Linked DNA regions of Mus musculus: all the other regions are linked to region 1. A link is a contact called in public HiChIP or PLAC-seq data. All regions are on one chromosome and are shown on one strand. The core of a region is the stretch at or near the end of the contact, and the rest is flanking DNA. Distances in the headings are between cores, read along the strand shown. Region 1 overlaps Gm26691 (a long non-coding RNA gene). Region 2 has its middle 62 kb from the start of Mir1895. Region 3 has its middle 41 kb from the start of Mir1895.

The links. HiChIP or PLAC-seq counts read pairs in DNA pulled down with a chosen protein or histone mark.
Region 2: an H3K4me3 HiChIP or PLAC-seq map of embryonic forebrain shows a contact between it and region 1, with 4 times the contacts expected there. The contact joins two enhancer-like sites. A contact is called at or near these places in 1 of 39 promoter capture datasets (trophoblast stem cells), 1 of 484 Hi-C or Micro-C datasets (uterus), 5 of 115 datasets of contacts at active chromatin or transcription factors (astrocytes, differentiating embryonic stem cells, embryonic forebrain and 2 more) and 2 of 9 other capture datasets (embryonic tail and embryonic trunk).
Region 3: an H3K4me3 HiChIP or PLAC-seq map of neural tube shows a contact between it and region 1, with 4 times the contacts expected there. The contact joins two enhancer-like sites. A contact is called at or near these places in 2 of 115 datasets of contacts at active chromatin or transcription factors (embryonic midbrain and neural tube).

What each region holds. Positions count from the first base shown.
Region 1 is chr3:133,874,624-133,879,281 of GRCm38.p6, reverse strand. All of the region lies in intron 2 of Gm26691 (a long non-coding RNA gene), which reads left to right. Among named protein-coding and RNA genes, the nearest start is that of Gm30484, 58 kb to the right of the region's middle. Within about 2 kb of position 2,446, at least 68 of the 459 cell types and tissues checked have an H3K27ac peak or open chromatin away from gene starts, as enhancers often do. A contact at or near this core is called in embryonic forebrain and neural tube, where this site is marked.
Region 2 is chr3:134,300,478-134,305,135 of GRCm38.p6, reverse strand. No RefSeq gene overlaps it. Among named protein-coding and RNA genes, the nearest start is that of Mir1895, 62 kb to the right of the region's middle. Within about 2 kb of position 1,820, at least 54 of the 459 cell types and tissues checked have an H3K27ac peak or open chromatin away from gene starts, as enhancers often do. A contact at or near this core is called in embryonic forebrain and neural tube, where this site is marked.
Region 3 is chr3:134,279,700-134,284,357 of GRCm38.p6, reverse strand. No RefSeq gene overlaps it. Among named protein-coding and RNA genes, the nearest start is that of Mir1895, 41 kb to the right of the region's middle. Within about 2 kb of position 2,412, at least 24 of the 459 cell types and tissues checked have an H3K27ac peak or open chromatin away from gene starts, as enhancers often do. A contact at or near this core is called in neural tube, where this site is marked.

The DNA.
Region 1 (4,658 bases), core at 1,197-3,696:
CTTTGATCCTGCAGGTGTTTGTTGTTCTTAGTGTTGCTGATGTTTACCTAAGCGAGGGGAAGTAAAAAAAAAAAATCTAAACTGAGCTTTTGAAGGATTACCCTAACCATCCATTCCACAGAGCCTAGGATAGATGCCCAACATGCTGGCTTCCTGATGCCATGAAGACTGACTGAGCCATCCAGTCGATAAGCAAAGAACCAGTACAGCTTCAAGCAATGGGCTTCATTTAAACTTTGCAAATTGTGTTTGTTTGTTTTTAAATTAAATGCAGATTTCTTTGAACTTTGAGGAGATGTATTTGAATAAACAAAATTTTAAAAAAATACTCTCTTTTAAGGTTGCTTTCATATTTAGCAGTAAACTCGGTGGGTAGAATTAAAATCTACACACAAGTCTTAAAAGGTAATTTGGAAGCTGCTTCCTTTCACTGTTCCTAAATGGTGAGGTCAGGACTCTAAGGGCAGAGCCCATTTGGCTCTGCTGAAACCTTGCTGTGAGAGCAAGCCCTTTCCATGTTGAGTTGCTGCAGCCTCCTGCAGAGGGATAGGAAACCTTGAACTCCAGTGACTTCTGCTCCAGAGGCACATTGCTCCATTGTAGGAATGAATGGACTGTCTAAAAGGCATCCTAATCTGATAATTATTTGTAAACCAGTTCATATCTACCCTGCTCCCAGCTAAGACTTTGCAGGAATTCTGCAGCCACCAAATTTTCGTCGTTCACCCTGCAGTTCTATTTTTTTTTCACCTTTAAAGAATGCAAGGAGTATCTCAGCCTACATTTTAAATATGAAGAAGCAAACGTGTGAAGTGAGGAAATAAAAATATACTGGGGATTTTTTTTTTTTAGAACTTACATACTTTCAAAGCATGTATATTTTAGCAAGCACCATGTAACCTTCGTGGGAATACAGCCCGAGCCTGTTTTATTCATCAATACAGTCCCATACTGGTAGCAGATTCTGGTGTTGTAGTAGACACTAAGGAAGCAAATAAATAAATGCTTATTTTTAAGAGATGCATTCTTGTGCAGTGAAGTACTTGTACACTCATGTAAATGATATTCTTTTAAAAAAAATGGTAAATTAATCTGTCTTTGTCATCCGCCAAGCATGGGCACAGAACTCTCTTCAGCTTCTCCTAACTCCCCAGAAGACTCGGTGTGCCTAACAGGTGTCTGTCAGACCTACCATGAAATTAACATTGGAATTTGGGGATTGCTCTTACATTTTGTCTGTTTGTTCGTTTGGCTTTTACATAAATCTGGACTTGAAAGACTGGAGATAGAGCGGCCTCAACAAAGAATTTTATCAAAGTGCCCGCTTTGCTTAACTATCGCAAAGTGAACTTTAAAGGATATTGGCAACCTTTGACGGTAAAAGAAAAATCAGTTCTAGGTGTGTAAAACGCACCCACGTGTGTTAAAAAGCACGTGCCAGTGTGATATGTGAAAAACAACAACAAACAAGAAATCAAAAACAAACAAACAAACAAATCCCAATCCTTTTAGGAGCCGCTCAACCTCCACATGAGGTGGAAGTTTCTCCTGACTTCTTACATAGGGAGTGCAAGTTCTGAATACCACTGGTCTGTTGCATTCCCTATAGCCTTCTGACCAGCTTGTATTTCATCTTCCAAGCAGCACTCTCCAGCCCCCACCTAGAGAGAGGTGTGAAGACCTCTGGGTAAATGCCAAGCTTTCACTGAGCCTGAGGCCAGGAGAGGCGCACTGCCAGGTGAGCAGCTCGCCCTTCACGCAAGCACAGCACATAAGCAGTTAACAGTCTTCCCGGTGGCCTGGTAATATATTCTTGCTCAACACTCCTGGCTCTCCAGAATCAGATTTCTGCAAATGTCTCTACATGGAGACATTCACTCCCCTGATCACCAGAAAGGGCTGTATCCAGGGCCAAGAAGAGTAAAAATTGAACGTGCTGTGTGTGTGTGTGTGTGTGTGTGTGTGTGTGTGTGTGTGTGTGTGTGTGTGTAGATGGTGGTTGTGGGGGAGGGGAGGTTTTTTTCTTTCTTTCTTTTTTCTTTTCTCAAAGAACGCCTTCCGATTGACAATTTGAGGCTCAAGGCAACCAAGAGTCTTTAAAATGCACACAAAGGGTGACAATGTGTTCCCTTAACACACACCACAGCTAGCAGAGCCCCTAAACAATTTATTAGAAAGTGGATAGACAAGGGAGATTTAATAGTGATTACCAAAGTGTTGGGAGATGTATTTACGCAACTATAATCATATGTACTCAGGGTGTCTCTAATTGCTTCCACGGACCGGCATGTAATGAGTTAAAGTCAAATGGCCTCAGCAATTAAGGCTATAAGTAAACCATTCCTAAGATACTTGACTGAAAGCACATGCTTGTCTTTGTGCTGAGTGGAAAGAGCACAGGAGGCCCGGGAAGAGGGAACGCGTTTTGGAGAGCACATTAAGCCAAAATAGCACACTGGTTCTGACCATCCTGGGCACTGTGTCTCCATAATTAGAAGGAGGAATACCCTTCTGTGGGTTGGAAACGCCAGTCAGATGGAGACTTAAGTTAAGCTAGCATACATCAAAAATAATTGACAATGGTTAGGCTTCATTGTGGAGAAGCCTCGCACTGGCATTGCAGCCACCAGCCCACCACCCACCTAAGAATTATTATTTGAAAAGGATGTCAGAGGATTATAGAAGATCCCTGCGTCTGCTCCAATTAGGATCAACACTGCGGCTGCTTCCTGGGAGCTCTCCGTATGGAATGATGAAAACATATTGACCCCTGCTGGAAATGTGGAGAACTGCAGCGTTTTCCCCTCGTTTCAAACCTTACAGGAAAGTCACCCTTGGCTATCCCTAAGGAGGTGTCTTAAATTTTTCTACGTCCCAATGCCAGTATCAAAAGCAATTTATAAATTATAGGCATTCTTCAAAATATTTCATAAATGCAACACAATTAAAACTTCCAATGTTATAGCCTCGTGTTTTTGTTTTTGTTTGGTTTTGCAGGGTTTTTTTCTAATGGAGTTTCAGTCACAACCTTGGTTCAAATATTGGGCAGCCACCATCCAAAATCAAGTTTTAATTTAAACCTTTCCTCGTATTTAATAGACCCTTTGTACACTGGTCCCCAAATAATCTTTTTTTTCAACGAATTATAATCTTGGATCTATCTTAACACTTTAATTATCTCGTTGGTACTTTAGATATCACCCCAAGATCTCAATCCTACTGAGGACAGTATCCACAAGCTACTCTCCTAACTGAACAGAGCTGCTAGATGAATGGCTCTCAACATTCCTAATGCTACAACCCTTTAATACAGTTGCTCATGTTGTGGTGACCCCCCCCCCAACCATAAAAATATTTTGTTGCTACTTCTTAACTATAGTTTTGCTACTATTATGAGTTGTAATGTAAACACCTAATAGGCACTATATCTGATCTGTGACCCCCCTGAAAAGGTCATTTAACCCCAAGGAGGTCAGAACCCAAAGGAACCTACACTACTGAAGGCCTCCTCCTAAGAATTCCTAGAAGAATAATACCTGACCAAGAGATTAAGCGCATGAGTCACACAGTTTTCAGCCACGTGGTTAAGGGTGAAGAAAGGAGGTTTGGCTTCCTGCTTTAAGGGCTGGGTTAAAACAATGCAGCTGCTAAAACTCTCTCTGTGTTGCTGGTGGGTGCTGCATCTGAGACCCCAGACCCCAGAACAAGATTCCAAGATCTTTTAGCCCACCTCCATTTGGTGCTTGCTCCTCACAGCGCTCCTCAGCGCATCCAATTGCTCTGAAAATGTGTGCTGTCAAGTGCAAATGTTCAAGCTTCATTCTCATCACATCTCACGGAAACGTGAACAGCTGTATTTGGTGATTAGATTGGCGGTTTTTCCAATATAACAACATTTTCTATTTTCAAAAAGAAGCTCCGACCTTCTAGTAAGTTAGTGACTGTAAGAAACTGATGCAGAAGGTAGGTCGTCTTGTCTTATTTCCAATTTGTGCTGAAATTTATTAACTAAAAATACCCAGTTGTGGAAAGGGAGTCGAAAGCTCTATCGCCAAAGGCATTGCCAAAATAGTGCTTCACCCATAAAAAATTGGATTTATTAAATATTGTAATTTGAATCGTGTGTTTCAAAAGTAATGTTACTTAGGGTGTGTCTGGACTTTTTCATTTTCTATAAATATTACCATAGACAAATTACATAATACCTTGAAACCTTGATATCTTCTACTATGAAATTAGTTCATTTATACTCACCAACATGAAAATGCAAAGGAAATTAAGCTTGTAACTACTTTATTCAAAAGCGACAAGGCAAACCCAATCATATGTCTTGAAAATGTTTTATTCTTTCTAGAGTCAAGAAACATTCTACTATCAAGGAGCAATTACCAAAAAGAATTCCTAAAGATAGTGGAATTTGAACCTCAAATCAATATAGGCTCAATGAAAAAAAAAAACAGTGACTTCATTAATTTAAAACATTCATGTCTCACAGGAATAATTAGTATAGATTATTGATCAGAGACAAGGACATATGAGAAACAGGAGATGGCTATCAGTGACAACAGAGCTTCAACGGAGAGAAAGACAGAAATCAACTAGACTTCCCAAAAAGAACACTGTCAGATGCCAGAAAAAGCACTGCTGTTAAGATGTAT
Region 2 (4,658 bases), core at 571-3,070, 430 kb before region 1:
TTTGCTTCATTTGCTTTTTGGCCAATTATTTCTTGGTCTCGATCCCATACGTATAACTTCTATCTCATATAATGTATTCAAACCAACTGATATTATTGACTAACATCTATGTACAAGGAAATAGAGCAACGTGTTGACAATCAGGAAAGGTGGATAATAACACAGTCAAGCTCTCCTTGCCCTGGGTCGAGCAGGACTTTCCAGCCAAGGTCTTTGATAAGAGAGATCAGTCCAGAAGAGGAGGATGACAGTCTTCCCAGATGTTCACTCAGTCCTGAGTGTGTCCTTGGTTATTCCAGGCTCCCCAAGTCCATTTCTCTTTTTGTAAACCATAAGTAAATTCACTGAGCCCAAGAACATAAGGAGAAATATAAGCTCTCACGGTAATTTATTGTAAAAGTTGGTACAGTGTGCAGAAAGCTGCCAAATATAGAAGTGGCAACTTCTACTTGGGAAAACAAGGAACAGTCAAATGAGATGTGCGATTTAATGCTGATACATCCACTGGTCAAACTCTCCCATTAGCATGTGTACACACACACACACACACACACACACACACACACACACACTCATGCACACACACATACACAGGCACACATACTTCTCCTTTTTGGTGGTAGGAATGCCCAGCTTGTACAGATTCCCTCAGATTTCTGCAGATAAATGTCTCATTAAATCCCTGGATTCTCTGCCTCTACTTGTTTGAATCTGAATGATTGAGTGGGCTGAGTAAAAAGTGTATAGGTTATCCAGCATCCTGGTCCTTCTTTCCGGATTATCTTTCCAGTTGCTAAGAGTAAGTGCTTGTTGTAACTTTAATTTTAGGATCCCACTCTGATAGTCATCTGGCTTTCAGGAAGCAAAAACTTCTGACAAAGGCATTAGCCAAAAGCAGACTTTCATAGTTTTCCAAGTTTGTATAAAATTGACTTTGAAGTTGTATTGCTCATTGCTCTCCTTCTTTGAATGCAATCTCTCTCTCTCTCTCTCTCTCTCTCTCTCTCTCTCTCTCTCTCTCTCTCTCAGTTTGTGATCAGCTTGAACATGTTGGAAAATAAAAGTAAATAAACACATACCGTAGGAAATGGGCCAAAAAAAAATTAATGTGTTTGGCATGTTTTAGTTAGATACTTTGACAGGGAAATTCCAGTCTTAATTGGATACCTTAATTATTTCTTCTTGCTAAAGTAAACCTTTATTGATAAGGCACAGCTCAAATGTACCTTTCGCTTGCTGTGATTACTCCTATACCAAGGCTAAGTCATGAAGCCTGGTGCTTCCTCTCTCCTTTATTTCTGTCCTCAGCTTTTATGCTTGCTTAGGATACCAGAAAAAAATGAGACGGATTCAAAAGACTCTTGGCCAATATAGCTACTTCTTTTTCTGAATATTAGTAATCATGGGAACTTTTTATAGAACACCTAAAATTCAAATTAAGCCTCTGGAGACAATAGGCCTTTGTGTATGTTGTGCGAAACCTCCCTGTCTCCCTGTCCCCTTTGTTGTCTGAACGTATTTCACCCTTCTGTCAAAGTGTGTCCACTCTCACCTCTCCTCTGGCATAGCTGGCTTCTCTCCAGTCTCCAAAACTGCATGTTTGACTCTCATCTGACACCTTTATTTGATAGAGTCACAACACTTCTTTGCATAATAAGCAGGCGCTCCCTCGCCGGTGGAAAGGTAATTAAAAAAATGTTTAGATTTTTGTTTCCATAGCTGTAACAGTATAAATGAAACTTCTGCTCAATTAGGGCACCAGTGTCAGAGAGAGGGGGGAGGGGAGCGACCGGTCTTTTAATCAGGGAGCGAGTTCTATGCTTACACGCCTCAGCCCTAGAGATCCTGGTTTGTGATTCTCCCTCCCCCTTGGAAAGGAATCTTTAAATAAAGATGTCTTCATCTGAATTGACCACCGTTTATAAAAGCAAATCTGACTGGGGCTGGGCTGTCTGTGCCGAAGGAACATTCCTCCCCATTACAGCAGCATTTGCACATTTATAGGAAGAATAAAGGAAAAGATGCACGATACATGTGAAGCAGCCTTCTCTCTGCCGTGCAGAGAAAGAAGAACTAAAAGGATTATAAAAGTTCAGATTAAAATGATATAAAATCTAGCATTTGGCTCCAATACTAGCGCCTTGGTCCTCTGAAGCTAATCTGTATGCACTCTGTGACCTCCTCGCAGCGAACCCTGCTAAATATATTATTCCCACGGGGGCTTTCACTGCTGCTTGGTGTCAGAAATCAATATGTATGAGGCGCGTGGATGGGAATTTCTAATAGATCTGCCTGGCCCTGTGCTGCTTTTCAATATCTGCCTTGGACTATTAGTGCCGGCTCGGTGCCTGTGAAATAACCGAGATAATCTTTTAAGGTGCACTGTTAAGGTGGAACCTAAATGTTGCTGTTTCAATTAAAACAAAAATTATATTCATAAATCAGTCAGTCGGGTCTGTGTAACCTTGCACAGTCACTCTGGAAAGCTGATTAAAAACAAGGTGGGATTTAGAGCTTTGGGGAATGGAATGCTATTTTTAACTTCTATTTAGAGTTCAGAGAAAGATTTTGCATTTTAAGGCTAATGATGTGTTTGGGGGGGGGGAAGGGTGATCAGATCAGAAATGAAATTTAGAAGGCTCAGAGTTCTCACACTAAGAAATGGTTGTTTGGTCATCTTATGTAAAAGAAGAGGGGGGAAAGAGAAATACACAGGAAAAAGCATTTCCACCTTATTAGATGAGAATATATCTGTATACTTCTTCTTTATATAATTTGTTCACATGAAAATTAGTGCACGGGTGAATTTGAGAGACAGTTGTATAAACTAATTTCATCACTCTATGCACTTGTGCTATGTCATTTTTTTGTACTTCCCTATGAATAGCTGTTTGGAGAGAAGAGTGAATGAGAAAGCAGATCATTACACTTCCAGGTTACCTAGCCCTTAACCAGTGAGCATCTTCTTTTCCGCAGCTAATTGTCAAGGCCCTGTGCAAAGAGCAATGGGTCTAAGCTGAACCAGGAGTATGGAACCAGGCTCTTGCTTCCTGTTGTTTGCTTCTTTGTTTTAAACCACTACTAGTCCAATTTAATGCCTAGGCATTCGGGAACCCAGAACTGGCTGGTGAACAAGTTTTCTCATTATAATGGGACAGTAGAAGTATCAGTATCAGTATGAATGGAGAAGGTGGAGGTAGTCTATTATCCACACATACATGCATCCAACTTTTCATATACTGAGAATGGGCTCAGTCCAGCACAAGGTGTGGCACAGGGATCTCTCACCTAGGAAAATGTGGGATTTGTTTCCTTGTGAACTTGTCACTCCACCTTTGGACAAAGAAATAGAATGTAACCACCTTCCCCTATTTCTCTTCTCCACACTTCAGTTGACACAATACAGTCTACCTGACAGCTTTCAACCACACACCCTGGCTCCTTATCTGGTCTTCTCCGAGTTGTGTTGGAGGATTAAGCATCCAGTTACTAAGGTTGGACTTTAAGTTGGAAATAGCCAAGAGAAATCAGAAGAAGCCATGAGGCCATTAAGAAATTGTCTTTGTAAACTACCTCAATATATAATAGTAATTGTTTAAAAGTATATATTTTTATAGACTATTTTTTCTAATTATTTGTCTTATGGAATCAAATATATATTTAATTCTCTCTATATATCTATATCTATCTATCTCTCTCTCTATATATATATATATATATATATATATATATATACATATATCAGAAATTAATCTGACAGAGATGTAACAACTGTCATTCAGCACATGTCTAGACAGCACATAAGAACCTGTTTTCTCTGAGAATCTCTTGTACATTTGTTTTAGTTTAGGGATGCACTTCTATGTGAGCAGAAACTGCACTGCAGAACCATTCAAAGAAAAAGGCATGCGTAAAGCACCAGAAAACCAACTGCTCTGTGGTTCCTTTGTGAAAGAAATAGAATTGTATTGCCTCCCTTCATTCAGACTGTCAACAGGCCCCATGAATAAAAACCATAAACCCTTAAAGTTATATACCATTAAGTGCTCCCTCTCCTCTTCACTATCATTCAGGGGACAAAAAAATTCATTCTGACAGGGTATAGGCAGCCACGATCTAGCCTGAAAAATCCTCACTAGTTCAATTCTTTAGAGTCCCTCCTTTCTGAGTTGCTCCCAGTCTCAATTCTTCAATTAGGGAGTTCTGAAAACAAACAGTCCTATAGGTTTTCTGTGTTTCCCAACCAAGTGTGATGTGGTGAGGCTTTATCTATAAGCTTCAATACTAGGAGAGGGAATTTTGGTAGATTTTATAAGTGCTTAATGAACATAACATTTACAAATGGAGGCAAGAAAGCCAATTCAGTTTTGCCAAGTGTCTGCTTTTACTAACTAAGAGTAAATATTATTAAATTTCATAGATGACAAAATCAAGGTAAAATAACATTTTCAATTAAAAATATGCAGTGTGCATGTATATATGTACATTGTGTGGGTGGATGGAAGAATGATCCCAGGGATCAAATTCAGCTTATCAACGTCGACAGAAAGCAATTTTATCTACAGAGCCATCTTGCCACTCATAAAGAATGAATGTGTGTGTGCATGTGTGTGTTTGTGTGTGTGTGTGAAAGTAGGTGCAGATACTCTTAGAAGCCA
Region 3 (4,658 bases), core at 1,163-3,662, 410 kb before region 1:
TGCATTTGGTAAAGAAACTCAACCCCAAGTGAGTGAGCTAACTCTCTCCCCTTTCTGTTTTACCTTAGGACCTATTCTTTACTTATGACAAAATCACCAAGGCATGACCTGGAGATCGCAAGGGCTGTCTTTTTCTTCATTCCCAATCCCAGCACCCTGACAAGTTTTTACCAGTCTGAACTTCGCACATCACTATTGTTGCAGTCAGCTTCTTATGTTCTTTCTATCTCTTTGGGTTGTTTTGTTTTTGGTTTTTGGTTTTTGTTTGTTGTTGTTGTTGTTGATGTTTGTTGTTGTTGTTTGTTGTTGTTGTTGTTGTTGTTTCGAGACGGGGTTTCTCGGTATAGCCCTGGCTGTCCTGGAACTCAGTTTGTAGACCAGGCTGGCCTCGACCTCAGCAATTCACCTGCCTCTGCCTCCCAAGTGCTGTCATTAAAGGTGTGCGCCACCACTGCCTGGCCTTTATCTCTTTGTTATCTGTATATTCTATCTTATTCTTTCAGTGGGACCACTGCCATCAAAGTGATATGTCTAATGATGCAACTAATTTGTTCACGCTTCAGGGTATAATCTTCTGTGGCCACACTGACATAGAAAATGAACCACTGAGATCTTTAGAGTTCTCTAAGTGCATACTAGTTGTCATGGGTTTTTTTTTTCTATTGCTATGATAAACAATATAAGCAAAGAAATTTAGAGTAAAGGATTTATTTGGCTTAAGGTCTACAGTCTCTCATGAAGGGAAGCCATGGTAGGAGTTCAAGGCAGAAACTTAGAGGCACAAATTGAAGCAGAGGCCACTGAAGAACACTGCTTACTGGTTTGTTTTCCAAGCTCATGTTCATTGACCCTTGTCATACATTGCAGACCTACCTATCCATAGATGGCACTGACAACAGTAGGCTGGATAGTCTCATATCAACTAATCAAGAAAAGACATGATAAACATGCCTACAGGACAATCTGATGGAGATACTTTTTCAATGAAGGATTCCTTCTACCCAGTTGACCCACTTTGCATTAAGTTGATGATAACCAGGACATTATTCTCTCACTGTAAGTACTAGCTATGGAGAATTTAAAACCTGCCTATTCATGAAATAATGCCTCTTCAGGATGACTTGTCTGCACAACTACAGCCCCATCCATTCTTTGGTCAGTCTATGGGCAGACAGTTTCCATAAAACCAATTGTCTTCTTTAAAATGGGACCTCTCTGAGTTTTACACCTGATTCTATAACAGGTCTTATAACACCCAATTTCTTCCTGTCTTTTGATGGTAGCTTTAACTCTAAGTCTCAGTGCCTTAAAGCCAACAACTGCATCTAATTGCTCAACATCCACATCAGTTAGTGGAAACTGATGCTACAATCACTTTGTGATCTGAAGAGTCTTTAGTAGTGATACTCACTTTTTTCAAGGGGCTGAGGCAGCTGGTTCACAAGTTCAAGGCCTGGTTGGGATTCAACTGTAGCCTGGGTAACCTGGCAAGACTGTTTTAAAACTGACCAAGAAAATAAGAGGAAGGGGTTATAATAAATGTATCCCAGTGGTGAAGCAACCTCCCAGCATCCAGTCCTCAAGGTTGCTAAATACATGGATTAATAATTGAATAGACTCATCAAGGCATGCAAGCTGGATTTTGAGAGGTAAATAAAGGATTAGTCTGAATTTGGAAAATGACACAAAGGGAAGGACATCATTCCAGACTCAAGGAGAGTAGCAATAATGAATGAGAAGCATGTTCCTGTCTAGAGAGATGCTGAGAGACCAAAACAAATTGCACATGGAAAGAACAATAAATACCCCCTCCTTGCCAGTGTCTTTCGTCCATATTTTCAAACCAACCCAGTATGCGGGAAGAAATGTACATTCCATTACAGATGTCCTGGAAGAAGAAAACAGGATCCCAAAGCACAACAAAACAACAAAGAAAATATTTAGTGCAAAATCTAAAGACTCTCATAGATATTAATTGCTTGCATGAGAGGTGTTGAATGAAAATTCACTGACGGATTACTTGTGGGCCACTAAAATCTGCACCAAAAAAAGGACAGTAAAGGGTTAAATACAAATGCTCTGAAATAGCATTTCTGCTAGCTTTAGACAGGATTATGTTGTGCAGCCACTTAGCTGCTTCAGCAGAGACATGCTTTAAAGGGAAAGTGCAGGAAACACTGGGAAAAAAAGGTTTTGTCATGTTTCCCAGGGGAGAAATGTGTTGCTGGTGGTGTTACCCAGAAGGCGGTCCTCTTTGACAAAATGGTGAAGACAACCGAGAGTGGATGCAAAGAAAACTCGTAGGCTCTGCATATAAATGCAAATAAACAAGTGGATTCAGCTGAGAGTAAGGATCCCAAGTAAGAAAGCACAGCAGCGCAGAGGGGGATGGGAGCGTCTGCAGAAGGAAGGCAGAATGACTAAGAAGGAATGAGAAAGCAGAGGACTAAAGTGAGATAACAAGGATTTACAGTAAACAAGGGGCAGTGCTATCAGCGGGGGAAAATGAGATGTCTGCAGGTAGGGAATCTGTTAAGTCTCCCACAAAACTCAGAACAACTGTGAGAGCCTCAGAAGAGCACGCCTGCCAGGGTGGAAAGACTCTCCTGGAAATGACAGCTTGCTCATCAATCAGAATGTGCAAGGATGATGGGTAGGCTCTACAGCAACACAAGGGAAGAAAACAGGACGATGAGAAGGAATCGCTTGAGACCCATCCCAGGCGAGTCAAGACTAATGCATTCAAGAACAATTAGTTAGAAATGCCTTTCATTAACCATACGTGTACAAATTAATTCTTCGCTAAACTGATTATCGTTTTAACATTTTGTGTATACAGCGGTAGCTTCAGATCAATGAAATAGTTGATGAAGCTCCTAATCATGAATGGCTCAAAATATTACAGCCAGGTATTGTCTCAGGGAGGAATCTGTGACTTCATAGATTCAACCAAAGAAAAGACATGGGAAATCATGTGACACAAAGCCAGGAGTTTGAAGTTTGGTGTCAGACAGAACTTTATGTCAATTTCTGCTATAGTGGCAAGCAGTTATACAACCTTAGATCAGTTTTAACTTCAGAACAATGCAGGCCCCCAGGAGAGGCTCTCATCACTGGACTCACTTGAAAACTTAGAGGGTTAATGCAAGTTAATACTGTGCCTGTCACATGTATGCACCGTGTCCTAAAATATGATTTCTATCAAAGCTTTCTGTTCACGTGATTTCCATGGAGCAAGAAGGAAACATGAAATGTGAACTGGTGTGTTTTATAAAATGATATAAAGAGAAAGAATATGTTTGGTGGAGGTGTGGGGGAAAGGGGTGCTTCCAAGAGCCCATGGTGAGATATCTGTGTCCCCAGATGGACTAGCCACAAGATGGTATAGTATAGAATAGAGTTTATTCGGGGTATGGGGAAGGGAGTTGAGAGGACAGTAGAGACAGAGAAAGGGAGGGAGGGAGGGAGAGAGAGAGAGAGAGAGAGAGAGAGAGAGAGAGAGAGAGAAGGCAAGAGAAAGAGGAGAGGCAAGCAGACCCTCTTATACTGAGTCAGGCACACCTGTTGCCAGGTAACTGTGGGGCAGAGCCTAGACAAAATGCTATCATTGATATTTACAGATTATATGCTATTTCACAAACTTAAGATCCTATCATCATATTTAATTATTTATAATATAAAGGGATTGACTTTTATTTTTTATTTTTTGGAGCTACACACACACACACACACACACACACATATATATATATATATATATATATATATTTTACAGTCCAGTCTTTTTCCCACTCCTGGTCCACCCTCTGCCTATTCCACATTCCATCCCTTACCCCCATCCCTCAACCCCCACCCCCATTTCCAAGAGGATGTCCCCACCCCTATCCCACCAGACTTCCTGACTCCCTTGGACCTCAAGTCTCCTAAGGGTTATGTGTATCTTCTCTTACTGAGTCAAGACGTGGCAGACCTCTGCTGTAAGTGTCTTGGGGGAGAAGCCTCATATCAGCAGGTATATGCTGCCTGGTTGGTGGCTCAGTGTCTGAGCAATCTTGGGGGTCCAGGTTAGTCGAGACTGTTTTTCTTCCTATACGATTGCCCTCCTCCTAAGCTTCTTTCAGCTTTTCCCTAATTCAACCACAAGGGTCACCACCTTCTGTACATTGGTTGGGTGTAAATATCTGCATCTGACTTTTTCTTCTACTTGTTGGGTCTTTCTGAGGGCAGTCATGATAGGCTCCTGTTTGTAAACACACCATAGAATCAGTAATAGTGTCAGGCCTTGGGACGTCCCCTTGAACTAGATCCCAATTTGGGTCTGTCACTGGACATCCTTTTCCTCAGACTCACTCCTCTCCATTTTTGACCCTGCAGTTCTCTCAGACAGGAAAAATTCTGGGTCAGAGTTCTTGACTATGGGATGGCAACTCCATCTCTCTACTTCATGCCCTGTCTTTCTGTTGGAGGTGGACTCTGCAAGTTCCCTCTTCCCACTAGAGGGCATTTCATCTAAGGTCCCTGAGAGTCTCACACCTCCTAGGTACATTCTAGTCCCCCACACCCACTCCTACCTCCTAAGGTTGCCTGTTTCTATTCTTTCTACTGGCCCTCAGGGCTTTAGTCCTACCCCTCCCCCAATACCTGATCATGTTCCCCTC